4 separate regions of the Mus musculus genome follow, and all the other regions are linked to region 3. A link is a contact called in public HiChIP or PLAC-seq and promoter capture Hi-C data. All regions are on one chromosome and are shown on one strand. Each heading gives the region's core, a stretch centred on a gene start, on an enhancer-like site or on the middle of the called end of the contact. The rest is flanking DNA. Distances are from core to core; before and after follow the strand shown. Region 1 has its middle 5.9 kb from the start of Gm33687. Region 2 has its middle 72 kb from the start of Gm33687. Region 3 holds the start of Neto2 (neuropilin (NRP) and tolloid (TLL)-like 2). Region 4 has its middle 49 kb from the start of Gm33687.

What was found. Promoter capture Hi-C pulls out the DNA fragments that hold promoters and counts their contacts. HiChIP or PLAC-seq counts read pairs in DNA pulled down with a chosen protein or histone mark.
Region 1: an H3K27ac HiChIP or PLAC-seq map of SST interneurons shows a contact between it and region 3, with 8 times the contacts expected there. The contact joins the enhancer-like site here to the promoter of Neto2 in region 3. A contact is called at or near these places in 18 of 39 promoter capture datasets (the 3T3-L1 cell line, 3T3-L1-derived adipocytes, the C10 cell line and 9 more), 2 of 15 datasets of contacts at CTCF or cohesin (large pre-B cells and pro-B cells), 2 of 484 Hi-C or Micro-C datasets (both in cerebral cortex), 14 of 115 datasets of contacts at active chromatin or transcription factors (SST interneurons, acute myeloid leukemia, astrocytes and 7 more) and 4 of 9 other capture datasets (adipose tissue, embryonic stem cells, liver and 1 more).
Region 2: a promoter capture Hi-C map of the SN4741 cell line shows a contact between it and region 3, with 5 times the contacts expected there. The contact joins the enhancer-like site here to the promoter of Neto2 in region 3. A contact is called at or near these places in 27 of 39 promoter capture datasets (the 3T3-L1 cell line, 3T3-L1-derived adipocytes, the C10 cell line and 15 more), 4 of 15 datasets of contacts at CTCF or cohesin (embryonic stem cells, large pre-B cells, pro-B cells and 1 more), 62 of 484 Hi-C or Micro-C datasets (B cells, the BV-2 cell line, the Ba/F3 cell line and 31 more), 17 of 115 datasets of contacts at active chromatin or transcription factors (astrocytes, a beta-TC-6 cell line, bone marrow-derived dendritic cells and 10 more) and 4 of 9 other capture datasets (adipose tissue, embryonic stem cells, liver and 1 more).
Region 4: a contact with region 3 is called in an H3K27ac HiChIP or PLAC-seq map of SST interneurons, with 7 times the contacts expected there. The contact joins the enhancer-like site here to the promoter of Neto2 in region 3. A contact is called at or near these places in 22 of 39 promoter capture datasets (the 3T3-L1 cell line, 3T3-L1-derived adipocytes, the C10 cell line and 13 more), 1 of 15 datasets of contacts at CTCF or cohesin (large pre-B cells), 3 of 484 Hi-C or Micro-C datasets (cerebellum, cerebral cortex and tail fibroblasts), 10 of 115 datasets of contacts at active chromatin or transcription factors (SST interneurons, acute myeloid leukemia, embryonic forebrain and 6 more) and 4 of 9 other capture datasets (adipose tissue, embryonic stem cells, liver and 1 more).

What each region holds. Positions count from the first base shown.
Region 1 is chr8:86,272,445-86,275,355 of GRCm38.p6, reverse strand. No RefSeq gene overlaps it. Among named protein-coding and RNA genes, the nearest start is that of Gm33687, 5.9 kb to the left of the region's middle. Within about 2 kb of position 1,370, at least 53 of the 459 cell types and tissues checked have an H3K27ac peak or open chromatin away from gene starts, as enhancers often do. A contact at or near this core is called in SST interneurons, cerebral cortex, embryonic limb bud and 2 more, where this site is marked.
Region 2 is chr8:86,350,311-86,353,175 of GRCm38.p6, reverse strand. No RefSeq gene overlaps it. Among named protein-coding and RNA genes, the nearest start is that of Gm33687, 72 kb to the right of the region's middle. Within about 2 kb of position 1,440, at least 14 of the 459 cell types and tissues checked have an H3K27ac peak or open chromatin away from gene starts, as enhancers often do. A contact at or near this core is called in the SN4741 cell line and embryonic fibroblasts, where this site is marked.
Region 3 is chr8:85,699,462-85,702,447 of GRCm38.p6, reverse strand. It overlaps Neto2 (neuropilin (NRP) and tolloid (TLL)-like 2), which reads left to right and starts at 1,524. Exons shown (of 9, transcript NM_001357288.1): 1 at 1,524-1,807. The coding sequence starts at 1,774. It overlaps Mir8109 (microRNA 8109), which reads right to left and starts at 1,543; the gene lies at 1,427-1,543.
Region 4 is chr8:86,327,452-86,330,216 of GRCm38.p6, reverse strand. No RefSeq gene overlaps it. Among named protein-coding and RNA genes, the nearest start is that of Gm33687, 49 kb to the right of the region's middle. Within about 2 kb of position 1,391, at least 23 of the 459 cell types and tissues checked have an H3K27ac peak or open chromatin away from gene starts, as enhancers often do. A contact at or near this core is called in SST interneurons, cerebellum, cerebral cortex and 2 more, where this site is marked.

The DNA.
Region 1 (2,911 bases), core at 121-2,620, 570 kb before region 3:
CCCAATGGAGGAACTAGAAAAGGACCCAAAGGAGCTGAAGGGGTTTGCAGCCCCATAGGAGGGACAACAATATGAACCAACTAGTACCCCCAGGGCTCCCAAGGAGTAAACCACCAACCAAAAGTACACATGGAGGGACCCATGGCTCCAGCTGCCTATGTAGCAGAGGTTGGGCTTGTTGGACATCAGTGGGAGAAGAGGCCCTTGGTCCTGAGAAGGCTCTATTCCCCAGTGTAGGGGGATGGCAGGACAGGGAAGTGAGAGTGGGTGGGTTGGTGAACAGGGGGAGGTGGGATGGGATAGGGGGTTTTCAGAGGGGAAACTAGGAGAGGGGATTAAAATTTGAACTGTAAATAAAGAAAATAAAAAAATCATATGGCACAAGGCACATTGTTTTTAATTATGATTTCATTGCCTCTTATAAGTGAGACATGGGTTTACCGCATGCCGGGTCTTGTAGACTGAATATAAAATAAACTGCTTAATCCTCATTAAAAACAAACAAAACAAAACAAAACAAAAACAAAAACAAAAACAGAATCCCAAACGTTCGATTTATCAGTGAAGGCACAGAAGCCAGATGCTGTGGTGGAAGCCGGCTAGCTCACAGAGTCAGAGAAAGTACCCAGCTGACCTTCCCACTCCACTGGTGTCCCAGAAGGAAAAGCCCCTCCTCCTTCTGCACTCTGTCTTTATACCCTTCAACTCAGAGACTCTCCTTCTCTTTCCTGGGTTTTCTTATGCTCACTCCCTGACAATTGGTTGCTTAATCTGCCTCTTGGTCTATCGTTGACTTTATTGAGTTCTTGTTTACAGAAAGGTCTTGGATTAAAGCCATGTGCTAGGGCTGAGCCACACCACAACAAGGTTTATCCAGTTCACAATCTTGGGGTTCACACGGTGATCACATATCCTACATCACAAAGAGGAAGAATTAAGTGTTGAGTGACTGAGCTGGGATTAAACATTCATTGCTCACATGGAGTGGCTGAGCCATACAGAGCCACCAACAGGCATGGACTGAAGTAGCAAGAACAGAAGGCAAGGCTGAGAAGTTCCCCAGCAAACTGACCTTGTGGCTAAGTAAAGAAGTCTTTATTTTGCATGATGAGAATGGAGCTGATAACTCTGCATCTCACAGGTACCCTCAAAGGCTACATACACTAAGGCTTCCTCATGGCCAGCCGTTCCAAGTAGGCTGCCATCAGCCCTGCTCAGTTAGGCAATGGGAAGGGATTGGTGCATTCAGCACAAGCATCAGCTAAGACAGGCATAAAAACATAAAAAGGAGCCAAGCCAGGCCCCATCCGCACCAAGGAGAGCAGCTGAGTTCTGAAAGCAGGCTTATTAACTTTACCAGGCTCTGACGTTGCCATGGATACCACTAACCCAGTGTAGTATTACTTCTGCCTCTTGGTCCTAAAACTGCTTTGCTCTTCAGCCCTGAGTCATGCTGGCAGAGTGGGATTTTCTTCCCACTTCTCCAAATGGGCCCTTAAAGTACAAATGGCTTTTGAAGACTCAGAACCAGAGAGAACTCATCCTATTCCACACCATCGTTTCAAAAATTGGTTCCTTTCAAACACTATTGTACACCATACCAGCTGCATTTACATGAACGTGGACTTGTGTGAGTGAGCAAAACTGTGTTCTTAGAAAGTGCGTATCTGTGCTGTGAACACCACAGACCGTAGAAGTTAAAGGAAGGACATTAGTGAAGTACAAGTTCAGGTGTCTGTACTTATGTCTGTAATCAATAGTGGTCACGGAGCTCTTGAAAGGGATGTGTTAAGACTGTGGACAACCCAGTACAATGAAATCAACTTCATCCCCAAAATGATGCTCTTGAGAGTTAATGTTCTCAAAGCCTCAGCAAACAAGCAAAATTGCTTCTGACACTAACATTCCCAATAAGCACTTATCAGATGGATGAAAGTGTATTCATTTGTGCTGCACTTAATGTCTCACCCCCTCACCTCACTTGAGGCTCACAACTACATAAACCCAACAGGGCAATTGTTGCCTGTTCCATAATGAGTTATAGAAACACTGATCGCTTAAGAGTGCTGCTGGAGAAACTTGCTTGAAATGTGCACTTCCCAGTGGATCGATGGGTTGATCGATAGATGCTCCAAAGGCTGATGGCAGGAGGAAGAGTGAGCAACTGGAGCAGAATGTCAATGCCTGGACCTTGAAAATTCTCCCACTTCCCCAAATTCTGTATTTATCTTGAGTCCCTTAGCAATTCTCAGATCCTTAGACACTCACTATAAAGTGAAGGTGAGTTAACGTGAGTCAGAAAAAGAGTAACCGTGGCAGCTGCTCTGAGTGGAGAGCATCACCTTTGGCATGGTTATCTGTATTGTTCTCTCTTGGGATCCAGATAGTAGAGCCATTTTACATCCCCTGGGCCACAGAAGAGAGGCCAGGGAAGTTGCAGGTGTGCTTTATGTTTCTTCCCTGGGTTAAAGCAAACCTCAGAGCAGATGGGGAGGGTGTGTCATCTGAGCTGTTGCATGACCTGCTGCTTACACCCAGGGAGTGAGCATCCTGTTCTATTCACAGCTAAAGGTCATTCCAGCCCGAATTCTTGGGGTTCATTCAAGGTCACTCTCCTCAGGTTTTCTCTCATATGCAAAGTAGACTCAAAAAAAAAATCCTATTTTTCCCTCTTCTCTTTCTGATGCTCAGTCAACACCTGCCATTGGCAATGATTGCTTTTGCCAGGGAGAGAGAGAGAGAGAGAGCCTTTAAGGACCCTACAACTCTTGGGAAATTTCTCCAGGACACAAGTCATAATGAAAACCAAACAGAAGAGACCATGGAAGGGAGGAAAATAACTATCAGCAGCCTGAATCAAAGCTGCCTCCAACCTCATATGTGCCGCTCCCTCAACCCTGTGCTCTTCCCA
Region 2 (2,865 bases), core at 191-2,690, 650 kb before region 3:
TCAACTATAACCCAAACAAACAGAACAAACGTCCTCTCCCTTAAGTTTCTTTTGTCAGAGTATGTTATCACAGCAATGGAGAAGTAAATTATGACATGCCTGTAAAGATTATGTGCTCACATGCATCGCTCCTTCACTGAGGTGTTGCTTAATCTTGGATGTCAACTTGCCTGGGTCTGAGATCAACTAAGAAACATGCTTTTGGTCAGGTCCATGAGGGTATGTCTGGATACAAAGAGGTCTGGAAGAAAAGATTTTTTTACTTTGCCTCCTCACCTTTGCTTCCTGCTGATGAGTGCATCTACTCTGTTGATATCTTTGCTTCCATCCTTCACTGATATTGAAACCCAACTTCTTTGACCTTTCAACACAGACTGAAGCCCCAAGATCTCCAAAACTCCTTCCTACTTTCATCATCAGACTAGGACTCCTGAGGCCACATGGACTGAGCAACTATGTGATGTAGATTAGCTATTGTTGGATGACACAGCACAAGTAGTGTAAGTCAATCTAATAAATCCATTTTAAACATCCTATTGCTTCCATTCCTCTAGCAATCCCTGACCAATACAAATGAGAAGAAAGGCAAAGCTTCAAACTTTGGGTAAATGTATTCATGTGTGGTAGTTTATCTGAGGTGATTCCATAAACAAGAGTGAGACCATGAAAGGAAATAAGACATGACATGCTACTGGACTAATTATTGCTATGGTCAACTGGGTTCAATCTCACTGGACAGTCTGAGGGACTGGAAGGCTGGCATTAGCCTCCTGCAATTAATATGCATGTATACACACACACAGCAGTTTATTTCTGGTGTCTGGCACAAAGCCCCCAAATCTATAAATTCCCCTACAGTCCTATCTTAAAACTTACTAACTCCCAGCAGGGGAGAAAATGGCAAGCTGTTTCCTCTGAGGCTTCTTATCTGCCAATGAGCAAGGACCTTTAAGAATGGGCCATAAGACAGAAACTTAGAAAACCCTGATACTCTCACACCAGTCCTCAAAAGGGACATAACAGAGTGCAAAGAGAACAGACTGGGATTGGGCAGGTCAGTGTCGTAAAGTTTGTACCTCTGTATCATTTCCATGCAGCCCACGTGTGAGTTCTACTATAGTAAAGGCAGATAGCACCACACATGGTGTTTCATTTCAAAGCAAGCTGATCTGTGAGATTTCAGTCATCCTTCAAAGGTGGAGTCCTCTCTGAAAACCCACACGCGGGAAAAGTAACAGGAAGAACAAACTGTTTTCTCTTATATGCTCCACGTGGAACAGATCTGTGGCCACACATCAATTTTTCAGCATCTGCTAGAGAGCCTGTGAGCAACTCAATTTTGACATTTTCTACTCGGAGATAGAGCCAGGTACCACTACATCCCAAAACAAGCCTACTTCAGAGGCCAGTCACACTCCTTGTGGTTAGAGGGTCTGGTGACTCAATCCCTGTCATTTGCTGGCATGGCTCACTGAAGCCAGACAAACCCTTCGCCCATGTATTGTAAGGGTTAGTGCAAAGGATCCAGTTGAACAGCCAGGGGAAGGGGTACTTACAGCAAGCTGTGTTTGCAGAAACTGCAAGTGCAGGGATTTTTTACTGGGGGTTTGTCACATGCATATGATCAATTAACTTAACTGCAGTTCCTTTTCCCTTTCCAAAACAGAGGCGTCTTAGTTAGGGTTTCTATTGCTGTGAAGAGATACCATAACCAAGGCAACTCTGATAAAGGACAAAATTTAATTGGGTCTGGCTAACAGGTTCAGAGGTTTAGTCCATTATCATCATGGTGAGACCCATGGCAGCATTCAGGCAGTCAGACATGGTGCTGGAGGAGCTAAGAGCACTACATCTTTTTCCAAAGGCAAACAGACAACTGACTTCCAGGTAGCTAGGACAAGGGTCTTAAAGCCCACACCCACAATGACACACTTCCTCCAACAAGGCCACGCCTCCTAATAGTGCCACTCCCCAGAGCCCAGCATATTCAAACCACTACAATAGGATTGGATAAAATTGGAGAAGCTCAATTTCATTAACAGATTGAATAATGTCTACCCAGTGAAGGCCTCTTTCAGAAACACCTTCACAGACACACAGAGTAACAACATCTTACCTGGTATCTGGGCATCTCTTGACCCAGTAGAAATAAAAACTAAAGCATTGTAGTGACTGAAAACAACCACCAATTATTAAGCTTACAGTTCCTCAGCCCTACCATTCAGGACGGGCTCTGCCAAGTGGTTTTTCTGTTTGAGTGAAGTCGCTTGTGCAGATTATATTTGGTTGGCTCACTTGAGCTCCACACAGTATGTCAATGTGTGTGTGTGTGTGTGTGTGTGTGTGTGTGTGTGTGTGTGTTAGTACACAGGAGGCCAGAGGTTAACCTTAAGGGTCATTCTTTAGGAGCCATTTACTTTGTTTGCATTTGGGTGGTTGTTTTGTTTAGTTTAGTTCTGTTTTCCATATGCTACCCAACTCAGCTAGTCTGGATGCCTCCCTAGCTCTGGGACTGCAAACATACCACCAAACCTGGGCTTCTCATGCAGGGCAAACATTTTACTGAAAAGCCATCTCCCCAGCCTATACAAACTCTTAATTTTAGCATTCAGACATAATTATCTTGTATAATTTTTATAATTATAAATGAGGTTCAGAGTGGGTGGGTAACTCATCCAAGCACACATGGCTTGTGAAAAGTGTGCTTTGTTCCTTGTGATTAGCTTATTCAACCAGACAATATAGTAAAGAAATAAAAACCAGTGATACTTTTCATCAAGGAGCTCAGACTGAGTCATCGGTGCAGAGAATAATGAAGATGTCTGTCATCTACTGTCCAGGGTGACTCATGAGGAGCTGCCCAGC
Region 3 (2,986 bases), core at 275-2,774:
ATTATCTAGAGACTATCCATACGTTCTGTGACTCTAGAGAACCCTGACTAATACACCTATGAAGACCTTGACATGTGTCAGGAGGATTAAGAGACAGACATCCTAAAACCAATGGAGAGATGAGTGCATCTCCACATTCAAAGTCCACATTCTCTTTAATCTTTAGTTTCTGATGACACTTGTCCCAAATTCCCTGCTCACACTTGCATCTTACCTGACACTTGACAATCATGACTACACCCCTCCTCTTCACTTGCCATCCAAACATTTTCCATCTTCTTTCTCCCCTTTTTCATGGAGCGTTCTCTGATGACATCATACAGGCTGTTTTTTGTTTTTTGGGTTTTTTTTCTTTTCCTCCATCAACAACTATGCATTGTTGATCCAGAAACTCAAAGGGCTTCCCAGTTTCTTTATCCACTCTTGCCCAGGACTTAAACTGAATTATTAACTGCTGTCCCCATTTATCATTATTTTATTTGTGGAAAAGGTTCTAAAATGCCTTATTCACTGGTTCCTGGGTGCAATTTTAATTTAACTGCAGGTGATCACCTTATAAGCCCCAAATCACACATCTTTCATAACCACTGAAGCACACAGCAAAGGGCTAAACAACTTTATGCTAATAGGTGTTAATTGGTTTTATTTATAAACTTGTTAATTGCTTATACTTCTGTGACTTTCTTAGAGCGATCCAAGAAAAGAAAGAATGTGACACCCTTGGAATATTTTGTTCAGTTGCTGGACGTTCTAATTAGCCATAATTTGCTAGATAAACATTTATATATCAGATCAATTACGGTAGGGACTTAATATTGGTAGGCCCCCCAATACCAGTCATTGTTATATGCACATAACTCAAACCAATAAATGACTGTAGCCCGCCTGCATTCAAGTCATTTCTATTTCAGTAGGATGAAGCAGCTCTGCCAGCAAGACAATTTCAATGCACAAGAGCTGGAGGAAGACGAGATCATGCACAAACTATCCAAGGCACATATAATTCCTTTCCGGTGGCGCTCAGCGGTCCGTCTGTACGGCTGTGGTTAGGGGTGGCCTTGGGGAGACCCAGTCTGCATTCAGTCGCGCCTGTCTCTGCAGCTAGAACAAAGTTTCACTTTTCTGGCTGGCGTGGAGCTTTCAGCCCACTGTGGCGAGGACTGGGAGTGAGGATTCCTCAAGCAGCGCTGTGCCTGGCAACTGTTGGAGAAGGTTCAGTAGGTGCAACAACCCTTACTGCTGGCCGGGGGAACTCACCCGGGCACCTCCAGGGCCCCCGCGGGGGTCTCCCTTCCACCGAGATCAGCAAGGCTGAGCAGACGTTTTCAAGCACCTGAGCTTGAGGTCCTCCGAGAGGGGATGGAAAAATCGGACCTGGGGAGCTCAAGGCTTCGAGAAGACACCGGCAGGGAGGGGTGGGCCGCGCGCGAGGCCCGGGAAGCGAGTGGCGGGCGGGGCACGCGGGAGGGCGGGGCTGCGCGTGCGCAGTGGCCCCGCGGCCGGCACGCGGCGCTGCGCTCGCTGCTTAAATGAGCCGGGGCTCCCGGCGCGCGCCACTTCAAGGGAGCCCGCCGCGGGAGCGTCCGCCGCTGGCTTTCCTCAGCCCGCCGAGAGGCGGCGGCCGTCGGGGACCCGGCACGGCGGGCCGAGGCGCTGCGCCCGCTGCTAGGAAGCGGCGGCGGCCGGCGATGGGGACGGAGCGAAGCTACCCCGCCGGGCCGTGACCACCGCGCCGCCGCCTCGGGCGCTCTCGGAGCGCCGACGCTGAGGAACATGGCCCTGGAGCAGCTCTGCGCGGTCCTCAAAGGTAAGCGCGGGTGCGGGCAGCGCCCCCTTGCGGGCCAGGCCGCGCTCCGCTCCGCTCCGCCGCCGCCTTCGCGCCCTTTGTCTGGGCCAGGCCGCCCGCCGCCGCTGCGAGCTCGCTCCGGGGGACGCCGGCGACTCCGCGCCTTGCAAAGTGTGCGAAGCGAAGGCCGGTGGCCCCAGGTTGCCACCGCAGAAAGTGGTAGCACACAAACCACGAAAGCCCCAACTCCGACGCGCCGCAGCGGTTTCGGAGAAGCCCCCAATGTCCGCGCCTCCCGCGGGTCCCACCTGCTGCGGCCGGGAGGCTGCGGCACCACTGCGGGCTCGGGGCTGCGCGGCGGCCCTGCATGCCCCCCGCGCCCCGCGCCCCGCGCTGCCTTCCCGGGATCGCCGAGTCCCGCTGCCTCATGAGTCCTGTGCGGAGGATGCACGGGTCGGCAGCGGCCGGCGAGCTGACAGCATCGAGCTCCTAAAGCCACTGAGAGGCTGCCTCTCCGCGGAGGTGCTGTTTCAGATAAATATTTCTAGATGGTTTACATTGAGAGGCAAAGTTTATTCCAGAACTCGTCCTGGATTGATCCTTTCATAAATCTCAAGAAAAAGCACCGCCTTTCAGCAAATGACTTCCTTTTCCCCAAATGATTTAATTGCAAATGAATAATATCTGAATGGGTTTTTTTTTTTAAATCCTCTTATATTAAGAGAGAAAGTATGACAGTGTTAAAATACTGGCGCTTACATTTTTAGCACTGAATCCTGATATTTGCACAATTACACATTTTGGTGTTTTCCTGGTACGTGTTAACACCTTATTTTCAAATTTGTTTTGTTAGAAAGTTCAGTGGAACTTTTTGTTGTTCTTGAACTAACAACGTTTTAGACAAACTTCATAATTGGACAAATATTCATAAATTACTAATTGACGTTACAGCCATTTAATTTAAATATTTACCTACCTAACTATATGCATATCAATACTTTTATGTTCAGACTGTGCCAAGATAACCACTAACCTTCTAGCCAGTGAATATTTATTTCAGTTAATCCATAAATTCTTAATAATTTTATTATATAAAAACAAATAAAAAATTCTGTAGCTGCTTTAACTCCTGATTATGTAGTTATTTCCTTGGAAATTAACATTTTGTTTCACTCTTTAATAATAAATGAACCACATGCA
Region 4 (2,765 bases), core at 142-2,641, 630 kb before region 3:
AAGTGTTGATGTTATTATTTGTGCTGTGAGTCCTGCGGCGTAACATACAAGTGTGCCACTCATGGGATCTGAACAGGTTTTTCCATCGATGATGTAGGGTAGGTAACAGGCCAGGCTGACAGAAGGCAGATTGATGGTGGAAAGGGACACACAAAATGATGTAGTATTTCAATTTCTGTATATGCCTAGGAGTTCCACAGGAAAGGAGGTAGGCCCCAAAGAGAGTTAGGCCTGAGAGTTCATAAACCAGCAATAGTTTGTGAAGAAATGACAAGACAAAAGAGCAGTGTTTGGGATTTTAGGTTTGGTAAATTGTAGGGAAGTGAGTCTATACAGGAAATTAATGAAAGATAAGGATTATCTTAGTAAGTAAGGGTTATCTATGCAGACTCATCAGGGATAGAGTTATCTCCCTTCGTGGTGAGGACTGAGGCAGCATGGGTATCTTCACCAAGGGAAACTCATACCCAGATTAGGAGCAGAAAGGGAAGCAGGAACCTGTCTTCCATATACTCTTCTCATTTGTCTTTAGCTCAAAGTAAACAGACACCAGCGTGGCATGGTTTGGGCAGCCTGGTGTTCTGTGCCTGTTAGTGATAGCACAGTCATGGTGATTAATTAAAATGACTATGCAATAAGTTTAAAAGTATTCTCTTTACCAAAATGTTAGCTCTACAGAATTCAAAATCTCTTGGGCAATCTTGGTATTTAACGTCTGCATTATTCCATCTCAAACATTTCTACTGTATTTAAATTTAGGAGCCAATGCTAGTGTAGCAATTTGTCATTTCTTCTGTCCCAACAGATATCCCCAGAGGCACTAAATAAGCTTTTAGTTATTAGCCTTGGTGACTTATAAGAAAACAAAGAAGGAGCTGTGTTTGGAGGAGGGTGTAGAGAAAGAAACGAAATGGAAAATATGAGTGAACTTAGGGGCCAAAAGGACCTAGTAGGGGTGAGAGGCAAAGATGACTTCATATGAGCCAACAGAATTCTTATTCTGATGGAAGTTTTGGAACAAACATTTAATCCAGAGCTTATTAAACCTGAAGAACCTGAGACACAGAAAAAGACACATATCTACAGTGGTAGAAATAGATCACAGACTGCAGATTCAGCTTTCCATGATGCCCACCCCTCTGCCTAGGAAACTTCTCCTTCTACACCATCCTCTCCACACACCCTTGACCTAGTTAATCTCATCAGCTTAGCTCTAGCTAGGCTCAGGCATCCCCCTCCCTCACAAACCTCCCGTGAGCCCCCTGGGTCCCAGTGGCTCAGGATCTGCTAACACACTTGCAGAGCACCTGCCAATGTGTCTTTCCCACTGCCTCCTCCTCCTCCTTTTCCCACTGCCGAGGCCACACAGTCTGGGCTCCACAAGCTCCACAAGCGCATGAGTCACCCAGGAGGTGTGGATGGAGCATTGCACCGTGGGGGATGGCTTCGTTCCCACAAACTCCTCTATTCCGTTCATTCACAAAGCAGAGGGCAGAAATGGTTTCCATTCATGCATTTTTCAATAGCAAGGGTCATTAGGGAAGCTTCTCTAATTAATCCTGATGCTCACCCCTGCAGAGTCGGTGTGGTCTTTTCTCTCTCCTTGGCTCTTTTTCTCAAGTCAAACCGTGCTAGAAGACAGGAACTGGTGGGCAAATTCTGTGAATTGTCTAGTGTTTTTTTTTTTCCTAACACTTGCTCTTATCGCCCTAGACATACTTTATGTGGAACAAATTGATTAAAATATAAAATGAGAATTTACTTTGTTAGGCTCTGCAGAATATAGTTATTGGGGTGTATAAAGATCCAAGGAGCTAGAAGAAGAGGAGGAGGGAAAAGGAGGAAGGAGGAAGAGGGATGAGGAGGGAAGAGAAGGAGGGAGGGAGAGAAGAGGTGGCAGCTTCCCTAACAGCGGCCACCACCCTCAGACTGTCTTATCTTCAGCTCAGTCTCCTTGCCAAGAAGGTTGGAGGAAGAATTGCTGTTTATTGAGACAGTACTGTGTGCCAAGCACTGGGTAGAGAAACTCTCGTAAGGTATTCATTAATTATTTGAGGGCCAGCTGGGAAGACATCCGTGAAGAAAGCATATTTGCCATCAGAGATTTCCCATTTCAAAAGAAGAGACAGACTGGAAGCAAGTGAACATGTCACAGAACACAGGGTGGCAATTAAAGTCAGAAAGAGACACCATTTAGGTTAAATAAATTAGAATGCTGGGTGATAGTTCAGGCTTGCGGGGGGGAAAAAGGTTCCTTGGGAAGTGAACCTGAAACGGAATGGTGTGACCTTAAGGCTAGAGACACATTGGAGGAAGTATTCCTATCAGAGTGGATAGGCCTTTGGTGACAAGGCACAAGGGCAAGGGCTGGAGAACAGGGACACATAAGCTCTGTGAGACACAGGAGTGGGCAGAGACGTAGACAGAGGCAAGACGCCAAGTCTCTACTAAAGACTTAAACCCCTTCTGAATTTCCTAGTGGCTTGAATGAGCCTATCCACTCCTACCCCATTTCCTACAGAAGCCCCCACCGCCACCAAAGGCTCATAGATTAAATGTTTGGTCCCCAGTTTATAGAACTGCTTGGGAAGAATTAAGAAGTATATCCTATTAGAGGAGGCCAGGCTTTGAGGTCTCAAAAGACTCTGGCCATTCCCAATCTCTTTTTCTCTCTTTCTGCCTTATGATGTGGTTCAAGATGTGAGCTCTTACCTACTGCTCTAGTGCCATGTCTGCCAGCCTGCTGCTATCTCCCATAGTAATGG